Linked DNA regions of Sus scrofa: region 1 is linked to region 2. The links are chromatin contacts, called in public HiChIP or PLAC-seq maps. All regions are on one chromosome and are shown on one strand. Each heading gives the region's core, a stretch centred on a gene start, on an enhancer-like site or on the middle of the called end of the contact. The rest is flanking DNA. Distances are from core to core; before and after follow the strand shown. Region 1 holds the start of RDX (radixin). Region 2 holds the start of ZC3H12C (probable ribonuclease ZC3H12C).

Region 1 (6,404 bases), core at 616-3,115, 170 kb before region 2:
TCTAAATAGGTTGTTTCAGCTTATACTCCCACTCAACAACGTCTAGTAGCACCCTTTTATCTCACCAGCATTGAATATTATCTTTTACTCAAATATTTACTAATATGATAGCTGACTGAAATGTTACACTTTCCAGTCTGTTTGGTGTTGCAGAATAAAAGATAAAATCAAGTCTTAGGAGTCAAATAGAACTGGGTTTGGTCATAGTTCTGCCACTTCCTAATTGTGTTACATTGAGCAAATTACTTAACTCCTTTCTTCATCTTTTTTTTTTTAAAGTTCAGTAATAATATTTACCCCAAACTCAGGGTTGTTGTAATTATTAAAAGAGATAGTCATGTAAAGCATTTCACATCAGATCCAGGCATAGTTAATGCCTCATTTTCTGCTGCAAAAGTATGTTATATAGTTTTGTTTGATTAGTGTCCTATCTAGGAATTTACACAATACTTTGACTCTATGCATGCAGCTTATTGTGGAGGCTGAACAATTACCTGGATAATTCTTGCACCCCAGGGAGAAGGTGAGGGAGTAATCTTAGAGTCAAAAAAAAAAAAAAAAAAAAAAAAAAAAAAACACAGGAAAAAAACCGCACACACCTGGTTCCGTCCTTGAGGAATTTGCACTCTAAAGGCCTTTGAGTTTAACTCTTGGGGCTTTTAATTGTTTAGAGAGGTCTCAAAGGGCAATGGTGGAAACTTAACTGAAGAGTAAATTTAGTGAAAGTAATCTGAGGAGAGAGTTGCTGGAAAAACTCTTGAAGGCAGGAAGGAATTATCTGTTCTATAAAATTAAGCACACTCATGAAGTCTTATTTGAATCTCAAGTTTATTCATAAAAAGTAAACTCAGCAAACAGGGCAAGCTAGGTTAATCAGATTTGGTGCACTTGCTGTTTCTATACTCATAACAAGTTTTGCTCTCTGAATCCCAGCAGAAAATATGAGGAGAGGGAGTGTGGAGTACATGACACATGACCAGAAGTCTATCTAGTCCCAACCACTCAAGTGAGACCATGATCAAATGTCTAACTTTTCACGAAGTGTAGGATAAGTTAGGTTTGGCTGTGCTTTGGGGTCCCACTTCCAACAATTTCTTCTTAACTGCCTTACTCCAACTGCAAAAGAATCCTTGCCTGGATAAAAATCCGCACGCTCGATTGGGCTCATATCCATGGAGGTTTTGGTGGGGGGTTAAAAATTGCCCCTGAAAAAGCAAGTTTTTCTAGTTGGGCAAATCCTGCCAAAAAACTTATATATATATATATATACACATATACATATATGTATATGTGTATATATATATAAATAAAATCCGTTTCTCTCCTCTGGTCCAGGATTTTCAGGCTGAACAGCCAAGTAACACGCTCCTCTCAGTTCTGGACTCCCTCTGGGGAGAATTCCTCCTTGAGGGGGATGGAAACACCCTCGGTGAGTTTTCAGCACCAGCGGGAGTTTCAAGTTTCCACCCTGGGGATGAGGCGGGGGTGGGGGTGGGGTGCGGCGGGACGGCACCCCTTCCCTGAGCTTCTGGCTCAGCTCGAGCCCAGGCCTCCCCGGAAGGAGCCCCCACTCCCGCCCTCGCCCCATTTCTTTGGGGCTCCAGCAGCTGCAGCTCGGCGCTCCAACGTCCCCGCCCGAACCGCGACCCCGGGCGACGCCCAGAGCAGTGGGCGGGCGGCCGCGGGCCTGCGGGGCGGGGCAGGGGCGGGGCGCGGGCGGCGGGGCGGTGGCCGCGTTGGCGCTCGGGCCGCGGCGCGAGGCCGGCCCGGCGGCAGGGGAGGCGGGGGCGGGGGGCGCGGGGCAGCCCCGCCTCCCCCCGAGGAGTCGCCGGGCGGCCATATTGCGGAGCTGTCTGCGGTGGCGGCGGCGCCTCTCCTCTCCGGCGGCTCAGTGCTCCCTCACCGCCTCTCCCTCCCAGCCACAGCCACGAGCCCGGCGCCGCCGCGCAGCGCCTCGGCCCCACTCGGCGGGAAGAACCGCCCGCTCTCCGGGTAAGCGCCGGCGCCTTCCCGGCCCCCACCCCGCTCCCGGGCTCCGTAGACGCTGAGCTGGCGGCGAGAAGTTGCGGGGCCCCGAGCTGTCCGGCGGCAGCGCCGCGAGGCCTCGCGCCGCGTGGGCCGCTGTCCTAACGGCCTGGCCGGCCAGGTAGCTCCCGGGGCTGGAAGGAGGCGCGAGCGTCGGCCCGAGTCGTGGCCCGGCTGCGGCCCGGGCCCGCTGCCGCGCTCCTCTCCTCCCCCCCGGCGTGGGTCCGCCTGCAGCGTCGGCCCCGGACTCCTGCCTGGGCTCGGCCTGGCACGTCCTTTCCAGGCAGTTTGAAAATACACATGTAAGCGTAGGAGAAATTTAGTTTTGCCATGTAAGGAGGGAATTCATCGGAACTTCTCCCCGGCCTTCAGTTTGAAAGTACGGGCGTGGGATTACTAGAGAGCGCGCGTCCCGCCCAGGTGGCCGAGGGATGCATGCTGCGGTACCGGGTTTGGGTCTCCCGCTCCTGGCCACCCGCCCCCGCTCCCAGGGCCGCGGTTCTGGCCGCTCCTCTACCTGCTGCTGCAGCGGCTGCCGGCCTCCGAGCCCTTAACTTTCTCTGGCCTTGGAGGCCGCGGGATTAGTATATTAGGTCCCACCAGGCGGGTCGAGTACGTTACGGTCCCCCCTTCCTTTAAGGGGTTGTAAACTAAATTCCCAGGCTAACTTTGAAAGGGGGGGGGCGGTGTGCACTACATTATTTCGGTTTAAATAGAGCACATCACTTCCTATACAGATGTGGCGTGGTTCTTTAACCATTCACAACATGTATTTAGTATTTTCCCCCTTAAGGAGTGGCTATTAATGAGGTTGGGAATGTGTTAAAAGTCAACTTCACCAAAGATGTGTTTTAAAATACACTTGAGATTTTGTAGAAGACGTTTTAGTGAGTTATGTGGCACTGAGACGGGCATGATGTAAAAGTGTAAACCTAAGATAATAAGGGTTTATTTGATAAAGGAGCACTTGGACATAGACATTGCAGTCTATTGTTTACGGAGCATACTTTTTTTTCAGAACGCTAAATACTCTTTTATATTTCGGTCAGACTGATGAATGAACAATTGCCCCGTTCAATGTGCTGGATAAATAATGGCTTAATCCATTTGCTAAAACAGCATTATTAGATTTGAGAAAAGAGACTAATATTCAGGATTGCAATTTTTTTTTTTTAAATTCAGGATTACATTGCTTTCACTGGTGTGCTTTATCTTCCAGAGGCTTATAATTAAGTACCTCAAATGTAGCAAAATGTAGAACACTCCTTTTGAAATTAATGATCTGCTGTAAAAAGGATTGCACTTTTTCTGTTGCTTACTCACTTGTTATGTTTATGATATTTAATAAATAGTTAATATGTTATTAGTAGTAATGAATAGATATGCATTGGAATTCTTTACAGTTTTAATTAAATGAGACAAAATTTGTGGCATTCAGGAATATTAAATTCTTGCCCTTGTGGATTATACATTGTTTTGATCAACAATTCCTGTATTCCCAAGCATGGCAGAACATGTAGGAGATGCTCAGAAATTAATTAATTTTGGCATGGGGAGAGTATGAATCTTTGTTTTGGACATTTGTGTTACTTAACTGGAAAATAATTGATTATCCTTTTTCCCGTGGTGGTGAGGAATGACAGACTGCTGTTTTTTTTTTTTCTTGATAACTCGCAGTAGTCTCAGGGAAGGGAGCAGGGTTATTTCTTGGTTTTTTGTTGTTTTTTACTTCACTATTCCCAAGGGCACAATTGGATTTTATTATTCATTTATTCATTTTTATGTTTGGCAGGCTGTTGAAATGAAAATCTAGGTATTTTTGTCTTAATTTCAGCTCTCAAACTTATAATCTGTATAATCCAATACAATAGAGTCTGAAATATTGAATAATGATGGGAGTCTTGTTTTTTTTGTTTTTAATTTTATGGCCACATCTGTAGCATATGGAGGAGGTTCCCTGGCCAGGGATCGAATCAGAGCCACAGCTGTGACCTGTGCCATAGCTGTGGCAACGCCAGATCCTTTAACCCACTGTGCCAGCTGGGGATCGAACCTGTACCTCCCGAGTGACCCGAGCCACTGCAGTTGAATTCTTAGCCCACTGTGCCACAGCAGGAACTCTGGGAGTCTCATTTTTCCCTGTCTAAAATTAATTATTTTTGTCTTTTTGGGGCCTCACCCCTGACATATGGAAGTTCCCAGACTGGGGGTCAAATCAGAGCTGCAGCTGCCGGTCTACACCACAGCCACAGCAACGCAGAATCCAAGCTGTGTCTGTGACTTATACCACAGCTTATGGCAATGCTGGATCCTTAACCCACTGAGCAGGGCCAAGGATGGAGCCCGAGTCCTCGCAGTAGTCTCAGGGAGGGGAGCAAGGGTTATTTCTTGGGTTTTTTTGTTTTTTGCTTCACTATTCTAGTTGGGTTCATTAGCACTGAGCGGCAATGGAAACTCCAGAATTTGCCATTTTTAAGTGGTATAAATTAAAATATATTAAATTAAAAACAGACGAAAGGGAGTTCCTGTTGTGGCTCAGTGGTTAATGAACCCATCTAATATCCATAAGGACTTGGATTTGATCTCTGGCCTCGCTCAGTGGGTTGAGGATCTGGCATTGCCCGGAGCTGTGGCGTAGGCCAGCAGTTGGAGCTCCGATTCGACCCCTTGCCTGGGAACTTACATATGCCTTGGGTGTGGCCCTAAAAAGACCAAAAACAAAAGCCAAAAAACAAATTTTAACCAATATTTCCCAAAGATCAAAGCTTAAAATATATTCTATTGAAATTATGAAGGTAGCTATCTGTGTTGGTGGATATACTGATAGGGTATAGTTAATAGAATTTAATTTCATGCAACTGCTATAAATCTGGAAAGACAGGAAAGTCACCTCTTCTTGGATGGCTTGAAACTTCTGTGGGCCAGGAGCTAGTGGGCACTTCCAGCTACCCTGATATTACCCCTGGGATATGGGATTCAGTGGAACTGGATCGGGTTGGGTTGCTATGAACTCCACCCTTACAAGGTTATTTTAAATCTCATGGTATTAAAAGCCCTTGAGGAAACTTCCCCAACTTCTGCAGCTAGTATATGCTCAGCTCTTTGAGTGGTAGAAGTGGCCGGTCTGACTCCAGACAGCTCTTCAGTTTGTAGCCTCTTTCAGAGGAATCCTGCCTTTCCTATCCATAGTAGTTCCTGGTATATTTTTCAATATTCATTTATGTTGGATATACATTTTAAACCATTTTTAAAGACTATGAAAGTAATAAGTTTTATGACAAAGTTAAAAAAAACCCAGAAAAATGTTAAAGTCCTCAACTTCCCAGAACACCACCCCCTCCAACTTCTTTCTCAGTCCCAGTCTCTGTTTTTCAGAGATAATTGCTATAAGTATTCCTTGAAATATATGGAAAATGGCAGTATTTATGCAAGGATAAACATATGCTTTATATCCTTTATTTGTGATTTTAAAGTCTTTAAAAATAAAGTTCTTTTGTAACAGACATTGAAAGGGTATTTGTTTATTACTGTTTTAAGCAAAGATTAGTGTTTCTCAGATTTTCATCATTTGACATCAAAATGAAATTTCCTATTATCTCAGAAGTGTGTATGTACATGTGCAGACTTTCTTGATTAATGATGGAAGGTGAAGTTCATTTTTTACTTTCTTCCTAGTGCATGATACATAACTGACACTGAAAAATGGTATCCTTTAAAAAAGGGTGTATAGGAGTTCCTGTTGTGGCGCAGTGGAAACGAATAGCACCAGTGTCCATGAGGATGTGGGTTCAGTCCTTGGCCTTGCTCAGTGCGTTGGGAATCTGGCGTTGCCATGAGCTGTGGTGTAGGTTGCAGATGCCTCTCAGATCCCAAGTTGCTGTGGCTGTGGTGTAGGCAGGCGGCTTCAGCTCAGATCGGACCCTTAGCCTGGGAACCTCCATATGCCCAGTTGTGGCCCTAAAGACAAAAAATTTTAAAAAGGTGTATGATTTTGGGTAGTGAAATGTTCATTTGATATGTGTAGGTTTGTGCCTGGGAACTATTTGGGAAAGAAATAGGGTCCATATGATTCACTTCTTTATTTCTTCATTCCATCTAATAAGGAATCCTAGCTCTAACTTTCTGGAGAGAAGGGTTTATTCAGGTTAGGGGTTATATGGGGTTTTTTTTCCTTTGAATAGCCAGTATGTATAGAAATTATTGTGAATTCACACGTTTTGTATTTTTTCCTATTGTAGTATCAGTTACAATATTCCAGTTATAGCAAAATTCTAAATACATTTTGTAGATGTTAGTTAAATATGTAAATAAGATGACTTTTTTTACATCGGGTAATCTAATGCATGTGAATAGAATGTTTGAGCAACACTGGTTCCTTT
Region 2 (6,288 bases), core at 481-2,980:
GAAGGTAACATGGAGAACACTCCTGATTTACCAACATCGCTCTTGTATTGGTTATTGGCTGGTTTGGGAAGGGAAAGGACTGAAGTAGAGAAACAGTGTGTAGGCCAATATGGGTGAATGGACGTGGCATAAGGAAGAAATCGTGAGGAAGGAAAAGAAGGGACCAGTTAGTGAGACATCGTGACTTAAAAATCTCTGAGGCTTTGTCAATGATTGGATGTACTGGATGGAGAAGAACTTAAGAAAAGGGAGAAGTTCCAGATGACTTAGGGGGCGTGAATGCGAAACCTGTAATATCACTGACTGGTAAAAAAGGGAAGTCTCGGGGTAGAGGAACTACTTTTTTTGAGCAAACGTTTAGAATGGTTTGGTTTTAGGCATGTATTTGTGGTAACAGTGGGGATATGCCTGTGGATATATTTCATAGTATTATCTAGAAAAGGCAAAGAGGTGGGTAAATGAGGTTTTTATCTGCTATTGAGAAAGAAGGTATGAACGTTTAAAATGGTCACATGTGATAACAATAACCAAGCATGGTTTTCTTCTAAAATACAACCAGAGTTGACAAAATTTCTAACAAAAATAAGTTTCTATGGCTCTGAGATAGATGACCATTAGGGAATTCCTCTTTTCTTTACTCCAAGTATGCTTAAAAGGAAAAGAGAACATAGAGGAAAGAAATGTCATGGGTTCAGAGAATGTCAGATTGATGAAAGAAAACTTGGCGATACTGAATCTGACCCCATTTTTCAGTTTGCAAATGGTGAAACTGAGCATCAAATTCTGAGTGTCTGCTATCAAAGCTTCAAAACAGGCATTAGGCAAATATGGCCCGTTGGCTATGATCAGTTCTGGATAGCCCATTTGTATTATAGTTATGAAGTCAGGTCTGACTTGTGACTTTGAATTACACATAAAGAATTTGAGGGACTGTGGTTCCATAACAGGCAAAGCCTTGGGACAGGCTCACTAGTTAAAAGCAAATGCTCTGGAAAGAACAGGTTAGGGGAAGTGGGTGGTGGCGGGGCGGTGGGGGTGGGGTGGGGTGTGGAGGACAGAAAATGGTTGCCAGGCCAGCCTTTCTTTGTAAATTGTGGCTTCCAACTAGACTACCTCACACCTAGATTCACATTTGAACCTTAAAAGAAAATGTTTCAGATGCCTACCACATCCTACGTGACTGCCTCAGCCTAGATCTTCCTATTGCCCAGCCACCTTTTCTCAGACTTCTAGGAGCTTTAAAAGTGATGGCCCATAGGTCACATCGAGTTCACAGCTGGCACACACCCCTTGAAGCTGCTTCTAGTTCTGTCTGGAGCTTTACTGGTGGTGTCCTTAGGAGTTTTCTGATTGAAAAATGTGTAGACCCACTGGTTATTATTGCTCTTGTTCTGTATCTCTCGCCTTTACCATTTATGCCAAAACACTTACCTTAGTTGAAATGATCAATAGTCCCTTGGATGTACCTTCATCTCCAGCTCTTTGTCCAGCACCAGATTTCCCTCTAGTTGAAGAGCTTCACACACGTAGCCAGGACTACTGCGATTTTTCACTCAGTTTCTTTTATGTCTTCAGAGAAGCTCTGGTTAATTCCAAAAACCATGAAATGTAAAGTTTCCTTAAGAGTATTACCCTAAATGACCACTTCCTAAGCACATGATCGTATAAGACAGACGCGGATACTAAAACACACTGTTGCCCATGTAGTTCAGTGATTGGTTAGAGTTGCTTTTTAATTGTGAGTTTTTAGGGAAAGGAAACTAGAAGGCACGAGATATGTGCTATTGGCCAATCCTAGGGCTTCTTTCTTTTGATGAGTTACCACCGATTCCATACCAGCAGCGTGACTCTTGTTTTCAACCCTGTGGGAAGCCAGACAGCAAGGTTTTCAATATGCTTGTGTCATACAGTCATGTGCTGGTTCTACTTGAACCAGACAGTGTGGCTGTCCTAATTTCACCATATTTGATCAACATGGGAATTCTGAGAACAACACACACTATGTATCAAATAAAAAATGCTCCCAAGGTGGCATTTTTCCCTCTTGACAAGGAGCACACCTGTCATTGCCATTCACCCCGCCCAGAAGTTTCAAAATTTTTGTTTCATCATGGAATTTCAAGTATACCCCAAACATCCTCATCACCTCTGCAAGCATCTGTTGTTTTAAAAGGAAATTGGTAAATGGAATTACACATGTACAAAATGAGGTAGATGGAAAGAGAATTATGAAATTTTCAGCTTAGAGGCATCTTATGTTAAAAGGCTCTGTCATAAGACTATTCAAAAAATTAGAATCAACTTAAATGGATTCAAATCCATTTGAATGGATTCAAAAAATCAGAATCCATTAGTAGGAGACTATGCACATCAGTTTTAGTATTGCCCTATGTTAGAATGCCATTCACCTAATAGAGCGAAGCGGCTTTATATGTATGGAATAAATTTCAAGACCCATTGTTTATTGAAAAAGTAAGATGGAAACCATTGTATATAGTATGCTACCATTGTGTGAAAAACAAAGAATGCCTCTGTGTTTGCTTATAACCTCTCTGGGTTACACACAAGAAACTGTTAACAGTGTTGTCCTGGGCAGGGAAACTGGATGATTTGGAAGAAAATGTGGAAAGAGATTCACTTTTTACTCTATAGCCAATAATGGCTTTTGAATTTTAAATCAGGTACTCGCATTACCTCTTCAAAAACATTTTTAAAGTCTGTATTTATTGGTGACCTGTACACTTGTCCATGCTTTTCTATCTGAGTCTATATATAAGCAGAGATTTTTTTTTTTTTTTTCCAAATAGTTGACAAGGAAGAGAAAGAGAAGAGGAAGTTGAGGGTGTCCTATGAGTTGTATGTGTGGAGTCTGGGGCTTCCCAGGCAAGGGAAGATTCCTGTGATCATGTGGAAGGGGAGATCCCATAATTGCTAAAGGACTCCCAGCCAGCATTGGTAGGACCGGTCACTATCTTTTTTTTCTTTTTTAAACAATGTAATTTTCAAAAGACCCAAGCTCAGATTCTGTAAAGATGTTTGATGGGAACTGCTTTAACTGAGGGAAACATTCAGGGACATTCTCATCAGCAAATGCAGAAGAAATTCATAGAAACTGAAGGCATCACAAGTCAGCAGGAGGCCTGGGGAAGATGGAGCATGCCTTCATTCATGATACTCATCATCTAGAATTGTATTTGCTTATTTATTTTACCGTATCCCCACATCAGAACGTAAGCTTCACAAAAGCAGGAACTCTGTCTGTCTTGTTCTCTGTAGCATCCTCAGTTCTCCTGGGCCTGGCGTATGGAGGGCACTTGGGTTGGTTTCAGACTACTGGAACTGGGGACCATAACACCCAGTGACTCTTCAGCTTGTGGCTACTTTTGTCAGAAGGTAGTAAAGACATAGCCAGGGGAACCAAGTTTTAGGGCTTCAGGGTCTGAAAGAGTGGGCGAAACGCATTTCGAGTCTTAAAGCAGCTGGGGAATTAGGAAAATAGTTAAGCATGGAAGAAAAATCTAAGGAGACAACTATTGAAGTAGCAGAACAAAGTAGGAACTTGGCTTAAAAAATAAAGAAAGATGGAGTTCCCATCGTGGCTCAGTGGAAACAAATCCGACTAGGGCTCAATCCCTGGCTTTGCTCAGTGGGTTAAGGATCCGGCATTGCCGTGAGCTGTGGTGTAGGTTGCAGACGCAGGGCTTGAATCTGGCATTGCTATGCCTGTTGTGTAGGCCGGTGGCTGTAGCTCCAATTTGACCCCTAGCATGGGAACCTCCATATGCTGCGGGTGCTGCTATAAAAAGCAAAATAAAATAAAATAAAAATAAAAAAATTTTAAAAAGAAAGGAAAAAAAAAGAAACTTATCCAATCAGCAAATAAATTAAAACAAAGCAATTTCCCCAGACAGCACAAGCATAAAATAGAAGAGACAGCTTCATGATTAGGGCTGCAGTTCACAGAAAGAGCAGGGCTATAAACAGCAGGTTTGCTGCAGAATCCCTGTACTGCTAAAGAGTTGGGTGGCTGGAGTGGGAAAGTCACCTTGATTTAGAATCTGCACTGGCTTCAGAGTCTAGGATTGGGGACTGGTGAGTGAGCCTAGATGCTGAGATCTAAGGGCTACAGGGGAAATTGGTGACCTAGGTGCTTCCAGGTACTCACTTCCAACCTTAGATAGAAATCAATGGCACATTTACACTGTCGGCTATTTTTGTTTGAACATGGACATTCCAGGGGATATTCAGCCAAAAGTATTTCAGGATATTTCGGGAATCAGAAATGAGGAGTCCAAGGCAGATGATCTAGGCTGAAGAGATGAATAGACTGGAGCTATGTGGTGGCTTTTAACACTTATGGATATAGAGCAGACTTTTATCTATTTCTGTGTCTCATAGTCCTTCATTTTGGTCAAAATATTTACCAAATCTAAAATAATGTCAGTATTCCCCTGAAGTGTTTCTCTAGCTCTTAGTTATCATGTGACTTCCTCTGGTTTTTATTTGTTTTATGCTAGGTCTTCTGGGTCGTTTTTACAAGCAATTTATCTATCTATCTATCTATTTATTTAGTCTTTTTAGGGCTACACCAGTGGCATAAGGAAATTCTCAGGCTAGAGGTCAAATCAGAGCTGTAGCCACCGTACTACACCACAGCCACAGCAATGCAGGATCTGAGCAGCATCTGCAACCTGCACCACAGCTCATGGCAACGCCGGGTCCGTAACCCACTGAGCAAATCCAGGGATCAAACCCGTGTCCTCATGGATACTAGTCAGGTTTGTTACCACTGAGCCACAGTGGGAACTCCCCAAGCATTTATTTTAAAAAGCGAGCGTTATTTATCTTTGGCAGTGCCTGCTTTTTATTGGAGATCTTGCTAGAGAAATCAGTTACTTGGCACTTTATTACGGATAACTACAAGAGGAAGCTAAACGTTCGGTAAGCTTTGGCAAGGACAACTTGTTTACTAGAAGACACTATCCTGATGAAACGTATTATTGCTACTTTCTGTGTTTACTTTACTAAAATATGAGTTTGCAAGAACACTTAGTGTTGACAGGATTGGGTCTAGGCAATTGCTTATATTGTCTTTGCGGTCAATTCTTCATGTACAAAAGTAGGATCTGGCATTTTTTTTTTTTTAAATATGTGTCCCTGACCAATAGTGAAACTGAGACTCAAATACTTTAGCTGTATGGATCTTGAACAAGGATTAATGGAGGTGGATTTCACTGGCTTTAATATTTAGTACCTTGTAGCATTCTATTGTATTGTTTTAAATTATAACAAGAATACATGCTTATGGTAGAAAGTTTTTAAGACGCATAAAAACATGAGGTTTCAAAGATATAAATCATCTCTCATCCCATCACCCGGAGATAACCAACCATTCTTTATGATTTTTCTTTTTCTTCCATTATATATTTATATTCTGCTACCTTTCCTGAATTGTTTTTAAATTCCAGCACTGAAAGCAACAACAAAAAAAAAAAAAAAAAAGAAAAAAAATAAATAAATTCCAGCACTGAAGTAGAATCATGAAAGATACAGTGCCTAACTTAAAAAAAACAAAAACAAAAACAAATGTTTTCTCAGAAAGGTAAGATATATATTTGAAAGAAAATCTAGAGAAAACACTAAATTAAATATAAAGTGCCAAATTTGCCTGAGTCAGGGGCTCATTTAGTCGGCTGTGATCACTAGGATGCAGATCTCACAGTAATTCTTTGTCCCCCTTAGAGATTCATTCATTCAACAAATGTTTATCGGGCGCTTACTGTGTGCTGGGCTGGGCACTGTGGGGCTGTACCTACTTCCCAAGGCAGACTTGGAGAGTCTCTAAGCTGAAGGCAGTTGCTGCTGCCTTAGGTCTGTCCTGTTCCCTGCCAATCCCTTGTCTTCTAGTTCCTACACACTCTCCACCAGCCACACTGGCTTTCTTGCTTCTTCTGCTCTTCTCTCTCTCAGGAACACTCTTCAAATAGCCACAGGCTCACTCTTTGATGTCCTTCAGATTTCTCCTCAAAAGTATTCTTATTAGAGAAGCCATTCCTTAACACTCTATCTAGAATATCATATGCATCCTCCTGTCATGGAGAGTCTGGTCACTATCCATACCCTGACCTGGCCAATTTTTTTTTTTTTTTTTTTTTTTGCTATTTCTTGGGCCGCTCCGCGGCATATGGAGATTCCCAGGCTAGGGGTCCAATCGGAGCTGTAGCCACTGGCCTACACCAGAGCCACAGCAACGTGGGATCCGAGCCGTGTCTGCAACCTACACCACAG

What was found. HiChIP or PLAC-seq counts read pairs in DNA pulled down with a chosen protein or histone mark.
Region 1: an H3K27ac HiChIP or PLAC-seq map of alveolar macrophages shows a contact between it and region 2. The contact joins the promoter of RDX here to the promoter of ZC3H12C in region 2. A contact is called at or near these places in 1 of 47 Hi-C or Micro-C datasets (embryonic fibroblasts) and 1 of 2 datasets of contacts at active chromatin or transcription factors (alveolar macrophages).

Annotation. Positions count from the first base shown.
Region 1 is chr9:38,295,022-38,301,425 of Sscrofa11.1, reverse strand. RDX (radixin) reads left to right here and starts at 1,865. Exons shown (of 14, transcript NM_001009576.1): 1 at 1,865-1,992.
Region 2 is chr9:38,128,882-38,135,169 of Sscrofa11.1, reverse strand. ZC3H12C (probable ribonuclease ZC3H12C) reads right to left here and starts at 1,730. Exons shown (of 6, transcript XM_021102346.1): 1 at 1,432-1,730.